3 separate regions of the Mus musculus genome follow, and all the other regions are linked to region 1. The links are chromatin contacts, called in public HiChIP or PLAC-seq and promoter capture Hi-C maps. All regions are on one chromosome and are shown on one strand. The core of a region is the stretch at or near the end of the contact, and the rest is flanking DNA. Distances in the headings are between cores, read along the strand shown.

Region 1 (4,114 bases), core at 821-3,320:
AGCTCTGCAGCTCTGTTGGACACGTGAGCTCCTTGCATCTGGAGCTCATAGAGGAAGATGCTGGTTAGGGCTTTGTGCTTGAGCTGGTCTTGGAGCTCAGGGATGGAGTGGGTTCAGAGACAAAGATGGCTACCCGCTCCGGCCAATCAAATATGCAGTAACAGACAGTGAGGCGGGCGTAATTTAAAAAGAACCAATGAGAACGGAAGGACGGGAAATGAACCTTTTCATACGCAACCTTCAGAAAAACATAATAATGCAGACAGTTTGCAAAACTATTTGATTAAAAGTTCCTAAAGGCCGGGCGGTGGTGGCGCACGCCTTTAATCCCAGCACTTGGGAGGCAGAGGCAGCCGGATTTCTGAGTTCGAGGTCAGCCTGGTCTACAAAGTGAGTTCCAAGACAGCCAGGGCTATACAGAGAAACCCTGTCTCGGAAAAAAAAAAAAAAAAAAAAAAAAAACCCAGTTCCTAAAGACCTGGGGGGGACCCCAACCTAGGACTGTGCCGGCGAGGAATGAAGACACATGTCCACGTAGAGACAGGCACGAACACAGACGTTCTCAGCAATGTTACTATCAATAGCCATGGGGTACATCCACCCAGATGCCTTAGACAGATGGTTGGATACACAAACATACTGGAGTCCGACATTTGACACTTGTGTGTGTGTGTGTGTGTGGGGAGGGGTAACGAGTGAAGGATGATTCATGCAGAGACATGGATTAACCTTGAAAACAATATGTGAAGAGAAAAATCAGCCAAGAAAGTAACACATCCATAGAGATGCCAGATAGATTCTAGGTTCCTAGAAGGCGGGAAGTTGGTGACTGGTCTTTTGCTTGTATATAATGGTTTCTGACTGTGTGGGGTGTTTCTTGTGGTCTCTCTTTCATTCTCTTCTTCTCCTTCTCCTTCATTTTTGTTTGTTTTGTTTGCCTGTTTTCTTTCTAAAGAGAACAAAAGGACTGGGGGCTGGGTTGGTGGGGAGGCAGGAAGGAGCTGGTGGGACGGGGAAGCCATGATCAAAATATATTATCTGGGGGCTGGTGAGATGGCTCAGTGGGTATGAGCACCCGACTGCTCTTCCGAAGGTCCAGAGTTCAAATCCTAGCAACCACATGGTGGCTCACAACCATCCGTAACAAGATCTGACTCCCTCTTCTGGTGTGTCTGAAGACAGCTACAGTGTACTTACATATAATAATAAATAAATCTTTAAAAATATCTATATAAATTATCTGAAAAAAATGGTTTAGCCTTGGCTGTCCTGGAACTAGCTCTGTAGACCAGACTGGCCTTAACTCAGAGATCTGCCTGCCTCTGTCTCCTGAGCGCTGGGATTAAAGGCGAGCGCCATCACTGCCTAGCTGCATTTTTTTTTTTCAATAAAAAATGTTCTAAGATTGGTTCTCTCCTCCCACTACGAAGAACCAAGGTTGGGGGGTTGGGGGGAGGGAAATCTCAGGCTGTCAGGCTTGCCCACAAGTGCCTTTATCTGACGAGCCATCTTGCCAACTGGAGTTGTCCACTTTAAGTGGGCAAATTGTGTGGCACCTGGACTGTATCTCAATAAAGCTGCCAACAGTAACAAGAAAGGATATGGGGAGATGGAGCAAAATGTCTTTTAGAAGAAGAAAATCTATTTGAGCAGTGGTGGCGCACACCTTTAATCTCAGCACTTGGGAGGCAGAGGCGGGAGGGTTTCTGAGTTCAACGCCTTTACACAATAAATAAACCTTTATAATTTTATTTTTGTAACGGGGGTTCTCTGTGCAGCCCTAGCTATCCTGGAACTCGGAGATCCGCTTGCCTTTACCTTTAAAACAATTTTTTTTTTCTAGGCTCTCTGCTCTTTCCCAGAAGCCTGTCATCCCGAGGGGGTTGGACATCAGCGCCTCCTGCCTTCCTTGCGGGGATTTAGAGGCCCCAAGACCTGGCGGAGAAAACGCGAGCGCTCGGGCCTTTCCCCCGTCCCCGCCAACCCCGCCTTGTGGGTGGGACTTTCCCCGGAGAGAGTCTCCCGTGAGGCCACACCCACTTCCGGATGGAACGCGGCGGGGGCCACGTGACTCGCTAAAAATGGCGGCGCCCAGTGTGGCGGCGTGAAAGTTGTGGGAAGTCGCTGTCGCCGGGGTCGTGAGTCTGAAAAGCGAAGGGAACCTGAGAGCCATGTCGCGTCTGATCGTGAAGAACCTCCCGAATGGGGTGAGCGGGAGCCGGGGATGGGGCCCGGAAGTGGAAGCAGAGGTCCGGGAATGGAGGGTGAAGGATGGAGGGGTTCTAAGTCAGGGACAGGACTGGGGAGGTCCGGAATCCAAGGAGGCGGCACCCTGTCCTGAGGGCTCAGCAAGCCGCAAAGTGGCTTCCGAGCATTCTGAGGATCCTTCCATGTTGTGCTGGGCAGTTTGGGTCAGTTTGACCCAGACCGGAGTCACTTACGGAGAGGGAACTTCATTGGATGTTATTGCGTCCATATGCCTGTGGACCAGCCTGTGGTGCTCTGAGGAGTGATGGGTGTGGGAGGTTCCAGCCCCCTGTGGGTGCTGTCACGCCTCGGCAAGTGTCCCTGGGCTGTGTACAGATGTTGGCGGGGCAAGTAAGTCTGCGTCGGTTCTTGCCTCGACTTCCCTGGATGGCGGACTGTGATGGAGACCCATAAGCCAAATCAATGGTCTTCCTCCCCAAATTGCTTTGGTTTTTTTGTTTGTTTTTAAAAGATTTATTTTTTTATTATGTGTAAGTACACTGTAGCTGTCTTCAGACACACCAGAAGAGGGCGTCAGATCCCATTACAGATGGTTGTGAGCCACCATGTGGTTGCTGGGATTTGAAGTCAAGACCTTTGGAAGAGCAGTCAGTGCTCTTAACTGCTGAGCCATCTCTCCAGCCCACGCCCCCCAAATTGCTTTGTATCCTTGATGTGTGTCACAACAGGGAACAGACTAGAGAATGCTTACTGGTTCACCATCACAGAGCAAGATTAGACTTCAAAGCCAAGTGTGGTGGTGCATACACCTGTTGTCAGCTTTCCATAGGCAGAGGGTGGCGAGTTCAAGGCCAGCCTGGGTTACATAGCAAGATGATGTGGCTAAAAATAAATAAATTAATTAAATTTGTTTTGTTGTTGTTGGGACCATGTGCCCCCCAGAACAGCAGTCCTCAACCTTCCAAATGCTGTGCCCCCCTTTAATACAGTTCCTCCTGTTGTGACCCCCTAGTCATGAAGTTATTTTGTTGCTACTGCATAACTGTAATTTTCTCATTATGAATATAACGTAAATATCTGGTATGTGGGATATCATATGCATCCCCCCCAAAAGGGAGACCCAAGATGATCTCCCCTATTTGGGATTTTGTTTGTTGTTTTGGGGGATGCTTTTTTAAAAAAACAGACTCTTAAATCTGTAGCCCTGGCTGACCTTGAACACCTGCTTCTGCCTCCCCACCATACCTAGCCTCATCTCAGGGTTTCTGTCCTTTTCTGACACGGGATCTCATTTAGTAGCCCTGGCTGTCCTGGAACTTAACATTTATGTAGACCAGGCTGGCCCCAAACTAAAGAAATCTGCCTGCCTCTGCCTCCAGAGTGCTAGGATTAAAGGTGTGCTTGACCACGCCTGGCCTTATCACCAGGTTTTAAAACACACCTGAAAAAATATCTCTTTTGAAATATCTGGGTGCAATGGGACACCCCTGCTGGGGCTGGGAAGTGAGGCAGGCAGATCTCTAGTTTGAGGCCCAATGGGGCTGCACTCCCCATTGTAATTGTTCTACAGTGCAACCCCAGGTGCTGGGGACCAGGGTGTGGGCATCTTTAATGGGCTCCATTATTCGCTGGCTCCCAAGGTAAGCAAACGTTTACACAGCTTCCCTTGTCTTTGTTTATTTGGACAAGCCTCTGTTGGGTATCTTGTTTGTTGTGGCAGCCTCAGGATGGAAGTTGTAATTGATGTCTTCCTCAACGGGGACAGGGCAAGAAAGAGAAGAGACCAATTGAGGTGCCTTGAAGTTCCATTTCCTTATTAAAGAACTGAATGGCCTGCTCAGGGGTGCTCAGCGGGTGTCAGGCTCTGAGCCAGGACCTGGCCACCCTTAAAAAAGTCAAGGTCTGT
Region 2 (4,114 bases), core at 968-3,467, 630 kb after region 1:
CATCCATCTATCCATCTATCCGTTCACTTTTACATCCATCCATCCATCCATCCATCCATCCATCCATCCATCCACCCACCCATCCACACATCCACACATCCATCAATCCATCCATCCATCCATCCATCCATCCATCCACTTTAACATACATACATACATCTACCCACACATCCATCCATCCATCCATCCATCCACAATGCTTCCATTCATTTTCCATCTGTCCACACATCATCCATCCATTCATCCTCATACATGCATACCTATCCCTACATCCATCCACCCACACAAACACACATTTAGTGGGACCCAGCCATCCACCTGTCCACTTCCTTTCTACCATTTGTCCATCTGCCCATCACTCATCCACCCTCTCACCTATCAAGGCTCCCCTTTAGAACATTGTATCCAAAGTCAATGAGATGAAAATGAAGTGCTAGACAGAGTATGCCTAGGGAAGGAGGCTCTTGTCTCTTGGGAGTTGTGGTGGCTTGGATGAGAATGGACCCCAGAGGCTCATTATCTTTGCACACTTAGTCCTCAGTTGATGGATTGTTTGGGAAGAATTAAGAGGTGTGTCCTTGGGCTGGTGAGATGGCTCAGTGGGTAAGAGCACCCGACTGCTCTTCTGAAGGTCCGGAGTTGCTCCAACACTATGCCTGTCTGTTTCCCACCATGGTGATAAGGGGCTAACCCTCGGAAACTCGAAGCCAGCCACTTAGTTAAATGCTTCTTTTTATAAGAGTTGTCTTGGTCATGGGTGTCTCCTCACAGCAACTGACCAGTGACTAAGACAGGAGTTTACAAGCTCCATTTTGGAGACAGCCTCAGCCCACGGGACCCCAGTGGCCTCCCAGGACTCCCAGAATGCTTGGACACCCCCCCCACCCCCAGTCCCCAGATCACTCACGTAGAGGATTGAAGACTGGAAGTAATTGCAGGAGTATTCTCTGCCCTGGTACAGACACTTGTACTACAAGGGCATGTTCATGCTTTACTGACTTCTTCTCATGGATTTTCAGCCACAGTTCAATGACGTCAAGGTATGCATCTTGGTATTTTATCTGATCCTGGAACTGTTGGAAGCAGTCCATGAAGAGAACAAGGGTACCATCGGAGCAGCCTCTTAGGGCTGTTTCCCGGCCATAGGAGCCACCCTGTGGGGAAATGGAGGGGCAGTTGTGAGATCTAGACTTTCTGAAGCTCCAGGTAGTGACATTTCTTAAATCAAGTGAAATCCCCCAAATGGCACTGGCATTTTAAAATCAGGTTGCCAGCACCAGTTTGTGTCCATGTTTTGCATGCTAGCTCCAAACTGGGGTCAACTCAAAACTGCGCTAAGACGAACAAATAACACAGCAGAATACTATACAGGCATGGAAAAAAAATAGATATGGTAGAGTACTATGTAGGCATGAAAAAGATACACGAACAAAAATCTCATAAATGTGGAGTCAAAGACACTCTATGGCAAAGCACAAATGCATGTAGTCAATCCCTGGTAATTTACTGAGCACTGATAACAGCCGTCCCTGTGCTAAGAACACTGCGTGCTTCACCATCACAACACTCTGAAGTGGGGTCTAGGCTGACCTCATTCTGCAGATCTGGACACTGAGGCACAGAGAGGTAAAGGACCCTTCCGGGAGTCATGCAGCCAGGTGGAAGAAGACCTGGCAGCAGCTTGGGCCCCTTCACTGTCTGTCCTCAGAGGAAAGCCTTCGAAGTGCAATCCCCTGGGCCCTGTGTGGCACAATGCTCAGCACCACCACCTTTGGGAACAGCGAACTCTCCTGGGATGCAGAGCCCTGGCCCCCACCCTGAGCCTCACCTTAGCCACTTCCTTCACAGGGATCTGACTGCGCAGCAGGTCCCAGATGGCATCCACGGCCTGGTCTATCTGCTTCAGAGATTCTCTGTTAGGTTTGAGGTTTTCCTGGATATACCCTTCTAGCTTCTGCGATGGCACCGAGGACACCGCAATCTGCTTCAGACAGTTTTCGTTGGGTGTGAGGTTTGCCTGGATAGACTTTTCTAACTTGTGCACTGGCCCGGAGGGCACCCCTGAAGACCCACCAGGTGACCAGCCAGATGAATAGCCAGATGACCTGTCAGATGACCAGTTTCCAGTCAGCCAGTTTCCCATCGTTGCTAGCTGGTCTTGTCAATTGTCGAGGCAGAGCACTGTAGCTCAAGTCCTGGGCCTTCTGCCCTGCACCCGGGTTTCTAGAAAGAGGAAATCAAGTCCAAAGCCCCACCCCTAACACAGCCAAGCCTAGGAACCTAGGAAATCGAAACTCAAGTGTGGGAGTTACTTCCCAGCAGCTGGTGTGTGTTTGCTTCCAGCTAGCTGGCCACTCCCAAGGACACCCCAGCTTAAACTTAGAGCCTCTAGAGCCTCAGGGGACACCTGCACAGAGGCCAGTGTTTGCGTCCATCAGTGTAGGACTGTCTTCTTGGTGCCTCTGTTTCCTCTACCTATAGCTAGGAGGAGCATGTCTCAAAAAAAATTGGCAGAAAGCTGGCTGGCTAAATGCTAAGCTAATTTGATTTTATTGAGGGTAGAGTCTGTCCGTTAACATAATGTCCTTCCTCCTTGTTTCCAGTGGCTGAAGCATTCGGTGACAGACAGGGCAGACAGACTGAGCTCAGAGAAGGTGCTGACTTGCTCAAAGATGCACTGCAGGACAGGTGCCTTGACAGACAGATGTAGGCTTCCTGACTTTGGGTGAACATAGGTCCCTGAAGAGTCAAGAGTAGTCCTCCCCCCCCCCACATGTTAAAAAATAAATATTTAAATATTTAAAAATTAAACACAAAAAGAAACCTCACCAATTCAACACAATTATTTTGGGTTAGTATTGAGACAGAGCCTGCTGTCTAGCCCAAACTGGCTTTGAGCTGGTAATCCCCTGCCTCAACCTCTCATAAACTGTTATGTATAGCATCTTCTTCCAAGGTAGATGGCACATTGTATGTGGCTGTCCTACGTGGCAGATGGCTTCCTGGGACCCTCACCAGGAAAGGCACAGTGACTTTGTATCACCTTGGAGTCCAGTGGAGTGACTGAAGTCACAAAAAAAATATGGGCTCTGACAAAGGATCCCTGAAAGCAGCAGACTTCTTGTAGTTCCTCTGAGTGAGGCCATAGAAGGAAAATGGCTTAGGGGACACTAGCAGCTCTCAGGGACCCTGCCTCAGCTTCCTGAGGAGTCGAATATGTGTATCACCTCACCCAACCCTCACTGTGTCCCACTGGGCCTCTGCCATATCATTCCAGAGCCACTATGGGGGCCGCTCTTGGAGACTCTGGGGGTCAGGTCAGTAAGGCCTCTCTTTCCTCTGCCCTGATGGCGGTCACCTCACTCTTCACTGTGGCTCACAGTCACCCCAATTCTGGAGCCATTTTGACAAGAGAGCCCAGAGTCTGTGTGGTGGGGACAAGAGCTGCCATTAGTTCTGAAGGAAAAAAACCATTCCCATTACTGTCTGAATAAAGCCAGTGCCCAAAGGACCAGGCCAGATGACTGCCTCCCCCCTAATTTGGGGTCCTCAGAGAGCAGTTCCTCCTTCGCTTTTGAGGTCCCTTTTATGGGGAGGGGTTAGAGTTGATAGAAACAGTCTGTTGAGTCTGTTGGCTGTTAGCACTGGGGCAGAAGAGTATGTGTGTGGGGCGGAGTCAGGGCTCAAGGCTGCCTGTGGGGTAGGTAAGGGCAGGAAGACATCAGTGGAAGTCATTGTGGGTATTCAGGAGTTTAGCAAGGCAAAGGGGTGGGTAGCATTCCTGCAGGGTTACAAGTTCAGTGTAGGTTGGAAACGTGGTTTGCAGGATGCATTGGCTTTAGGAAACAAAGTTCTTGTAAGGTGTGGCGACTTAATAACAATGTATAACAATGTGGCTCTTAACAACAGCCTGCCTCCTATTTTCTTTTCATTCTGGGATGCTAGGCTTGTGCCCCATCTGCTGCCAGGCTCCATAGAAAAACAGGCCTCCACATCTGCCTAGAGCAGCAATTTCAATCTGTGGGTCTCCGCCCCTCCAGGATCAAACAACCCCTTTACAGGGGTCGCCTAAGATGATCTGAAAACACATTTTTCCATCTGTTAAGACCATAAC
Region 3 (4,114 bases), core at 1,104-3,603, 600 kb after region 1:
CCCCCCCGTCACAGGCCACTCCTAATATCAGGCTTAGCAGCACCATTTCAGACCATCAAGAATTTCTACACTCCTTGACACTTCAACGTCTCATCGTTCCTAGGCCACTGCCATTCTTTCTTCCAGCATGCCCCCCACCACCACCTTAGACATCACCAGCATTTCTCAGGAATCATCTGTACCACCCCCCACCCCTACCCCACCCCTGCAGCCAGTTTGTCCCCATGGCTCTGGACTCCCAGCTGCCTGGATTTTGATCTTGGCTCTGAGTGCAAATCAGCTGCAGAAGAGACTCAGTTTCTTTTGCCTGTAAAATGGCCCACTGGGAATTGGGGGGTGGACGGGGAAGACTTTCTGCCTGTGATTAGTAGAGAGAAACCAAACAGTCCTGTGGGTTTGGTAAGAGGGTGTGCTAAAGCACTGAGGGGCTCAGGGCTGGGGGGAAGAGGGATCCACTTAAAGAAATCTTTACATAGCTCAGAGAGACAGCAATCTACCCACTTTACAGGCAAAGAAACTGAGGCTTGGAGCTGTGTGATTTGCATATCCATCCCCCCACCCCTAACTAATATAAGACATAGGGCTGGAACCAACATGTTAATCTGGACCAGGTCACACGGTCTCTTTTCCCAGGAGCCCCAGACTCCCCTTTCAGGGATTCTGGGAGGGGGGAATTATTGCATCCCCCCCCCCCGCCCCCTGTGAGAGCTGCTGGCCCGGCCTCTGGGAGGCCACTCACCTGTGTCTTGCCGGAACTGATGCATGGATTGTAGGTCGATGATGTAGGGCACCAGCTGGGCGTCCACCTGGCCAAGGACCACAGAGCCCCGGGCATCCTCCTTAAGAACATTCTCGATGTGGTGGCACACGGTGGCCGTGTAGGGTCGCCAGCGGCTGTGCTCATTGAGCCACTCCCACACCACCACCCTGGCCACGTTCTGCGGCGGGAAGCCCAGCCCGTTCACCGGCACCATCACACCTTGGCCTGGCCGTGACATGGCCGCTGCCGCCTGCGGGGCCAGGTCCCCACTGTTGCTGGCCCAGCTCCTCCTGGGCCTGGGAGCACCGGGGAAGCTTCGTCCTCCCTCTCCAGGGCGGGCGGCGAGGAGTGTGGCCTCTTTTCCAGCTGGGCTCGTCTCCAAGGCCTAGAGGCCTGGGTTAGGGGGATGGGTGGCCATCCAGACGCTGCGAGGACCCCTTCCCGCAGAGCGCAGCTGTTGCACACAGCGGTGCGCGGTAGGCAATGTCTGTCCTAGGTGGGGGACATGATCTCAATCCCTTAGTCCCCTCAGTGCAGGTGCAGGAGTGAGGAGGCACTTGCCCCTCTAAGTCCGGCCTGTCCCTGCTTCTCTCCCGTTCCTTCTGTCCGCCACGCAGGGCCTTGTCACCCAGGAGGCCCTGGCCCCAGCCTGCTGCTCCTTGCGCGCTTGGCTCCGCTTTCCAGATCCCGTGCCTCGCTTCGGGGTGACTTGGGTCCGCCCCTCCCGACGGGGCTCCCTGCACCCCTGCACCCCTGTCCCCTCTCCTGGCCGGCCTGAGTGGTGGTAGATCTCCCAGGGAAGGGGGCGGAGCGTGGGGATCGCGGTCCGGACCTGCAGCTGGGGGACCCTGGGGAGGGGCGGGGGCCGTGGGCACGCCCCACCCCACTGGTGTTCGCGACCTGCAGGGGCGACAAGAAGGAGAAAGGGCCCTTTAAGAAGAGAGCAGCCCCCTCCCCCTCCCAGGAGCCGCGGCAGAGAACAATGGGGCGCCGGTGGGGGGGCGGCAGGGAGGCTCGGGGGTCTGTGCCCTGCAGTCCCTGGGGTACCCGGAGAACAGCGGGCATCATACCCCAGGCTGTCACCCGCAGTGGCCCGTGTTCGGTTGGAGCGCGTCCCCCGCCCCGGGCCGCGCGCTACCGGGGGCTGCGGTGTGGGATGCAGGGACGCGGGATGTGGAGATGCAGAATTCCGGGATGCGGAATGAAGGATGTGGGATGCAGGGATTCGAGTTCAAGATGCGGGATGTTGAGATGGATGGAGGGTGCCGGATGGAGCCGCGACCGAGGTTTCCTCAGGGGTGGCGTCCCCGGGGGCAAAAGAGCTGCAGGTCGTTATGTCCCCGCCCGGTGGCATCTGCCCGTGGGCCCGCCAGAGCCAGGGATTTGGGGTCCCTGCGCTACACGCTCACCGTGATCTCCCCGCGCTGGCTCTTTTCACCCCCCGCTGACTCTTTCTCCGCTGGCTCCCGGGAGGGAGGGAAGGAGGGCACCGCTTTGCCCCAGCCCGGACCTCGCCCGCCGCCGGATAGACAGACAGACAGGAGGACGCAGTAGTCCTGGCGCGCGGACGCGTCGGACGCGTCGCTGGGATCCCGCGGGTGGAGGCGGCCTCGGGGCGGGGCGGGTAGAGGAAGGGGAGGAGACCGATCCGCCCAGCCGCTGTGACACGCGAGTCACCGAGTCCCCGGCTGGGCCCACGAGGCATCAGATCCGTTCTGTGTTTAGGGGTTCTGGTTCCAATCTATCATCTTTGCATTTAGCATCTATGCTAGGGCCTGGTACACAACAGGCGCTCAATAAGTACTTGAATGAATGAATCTGATTTAGAGACAGTCTAAAGACTGCTCATAAGGCCACTGGCCAACTACAGGGTGATCTCTTGGAGCAGCAGTTTAAGCGTTCATGGGCACTGTGATAGGCCCTCTGGCAAGCTGAACACAGCATCTGCAGACACAGGTATGGACTGAGAGAGGAGACATCCAGGACCTGCCCTGTTTAGATTGGGAAAGATGAGGCTGTGTGGGACTGCGATCCAGGCAGCTGAGCAGGGTTAAGGGACCTCTTTGGGAGCCAGACCAGAGTGGCCCTTGCTCCTCCTCTGTTGGGATCTGGGGGGATTGGGGGAGGGCAGGGGGAAGGGAGAGCAAGGGTGAAGGGCAGGCTACACTAGGCTCACTCCCAGAACCAAAACTGGATTAGCTGGAGTCTTTACCCTGCCCAGGACACCTGCGTTTTTGTTGTTGTTTTGTTTGTTTGTTTTTAGAAGAAAGCCATTCACAGCTACATCTAGTCACTGCTTAATGACCACCTTGCAATCGGTGGGAACCTGAGGTCCTCAGGGTAAGGAAGTCATCAACTCAAAGTTGCACAGGGATTTAGTAGCAAACACAAAAGAAGAATCCAGCCAACTCCTCCCAGCAGCCTCTCTTGATTCATCGGTCTTCCCTCCTCCTCCTCCTCCTCCTCCTCCTCCTCCTCCTCCTCTGTGACACCCCATATCACGCCATCAACTACTTTAACCACTTACACAAAACTGATTCCTGCTCAAAAGGCCCCTAAGGGCTTCCACCACGGTTCACCTCTGTGGCCCAAGATCATCACAAATGATGGCTTCTGCTTATTGAGTGTCCATTCCATTCAGCCCCTGGAGGTAAGACTGTGTCCTCATGTTATGGGCAGGAAGCAAAATCTCTGGAAGCTCAGAGAGGTTACTCAGTTTGTCCGACTTCCCACAAGAGTGAGTAGGGCTGGGAGTTGACGCCTCAACGCCTTTGCACTTTCCATGGCAACAGGCCGCCATGATGCGTGTTGAATGACTAATGGATGTAATCTGGCTGATCTAGCACAGTGAGGCCTTTCACCAAGGAGGGCTGAGAAGGACTACACGCAGTTAACAGCCACCTGTGGCTGCAGGCCCAGAAGGGGCGGGATCTCAGGATCCCATTCCTAGGAGCATGCATTGGTCACTCTGTCCCTGTCACACAGAACAGGATGGATGCGGGATTCCAGGCTCTTCCCACCCCCTCTCTGTCCATCTAGAGCTGGGGCCAGCTCTTCTCTGTTCTTTTAAGAGTGATATATATGGTTCTGGTTCCTATCTATCTATTTATCTATCTATCTATCTATCTATCTATCTATCTATCTATCTATCTATCTATCTATATCTTTGGGGCCCTTGGAAGTCAGGGGACTTCCTGAGGCTATAGGGCTGAGTGTGGTGAAGGTGGATTTGAGGGACCCCAGAAGGGTGACCTGTAAAGCCCATCCTGTGACAAGGGGCCATTGTGTTGATGATCTCGTGTCTAAGCTGTGACCCAAGAATGGTGCTTTCCTATCAAGAGGCAGGAGACCCAG

The links. HiChIP or PLAC-seq counts read pairs in DNA pulled down with a chosen protein or histone mark. Capture Hi-C pulls out chosen DNA fragments and counts their contacts.
Region 2: a promoter capture Hi-C map of adipose tissue shows a contact between it and region 1. The contact joins the promoter of Oas2 here to the promoter of Rbm19 in region 1.
Region 3: a contact with region 1 is called in an H3K4me3 HiChIP or PLAC-seq map of forebrain, with 2.5 times the contacts expected there. The contact joins the promoter of Dtx1 here to the promoter of Rbm19 in region 1. A contact is called at or near these places in 1 of 39 promoter capture datasets (pre-B cells) and 2 of 115 datasets of contacts at active chromatin or transcription factors (embryonic midbrain and forebrain).

Annotation. Positions count from the first base shown.
Region 1 is chr5:120,114,443-120,118,556 of GRCm38.p6, forward strand. It overlaps Rbm19 (RNA binding motif protein 19), which reads left to right and starts at 2,071. Exons shown (of 24, transcript NM_028762.1): 1 at 2,071-2,207. The coding sequence starts at 2,172.
Region 2 is chr5:120,747,631-120,751,744 of GRCm38.p6, forward strand. Oas2 (2'-5' oligoadenylate synthetase 2) reads right to left here and starts at 2,218. Exons shown (of 11, transcript NM_145227.3): 1 at 1,829-2,218; 2 at 908-1,154. The coding sequence starts at 2,143.
Region 3 is chr5:120,709,316-120,713,429 of GRCm38.p6, forward strand. It overlaps Dtx1 (deltex 1, E3 ubiquitin ligase), which reads right to left and starts at 2,354. Exons shown (of 10, transcript NM_008052.3): 1 at 2,170-2,354; 2 at 740-1,660. The coding sequence starts at 998.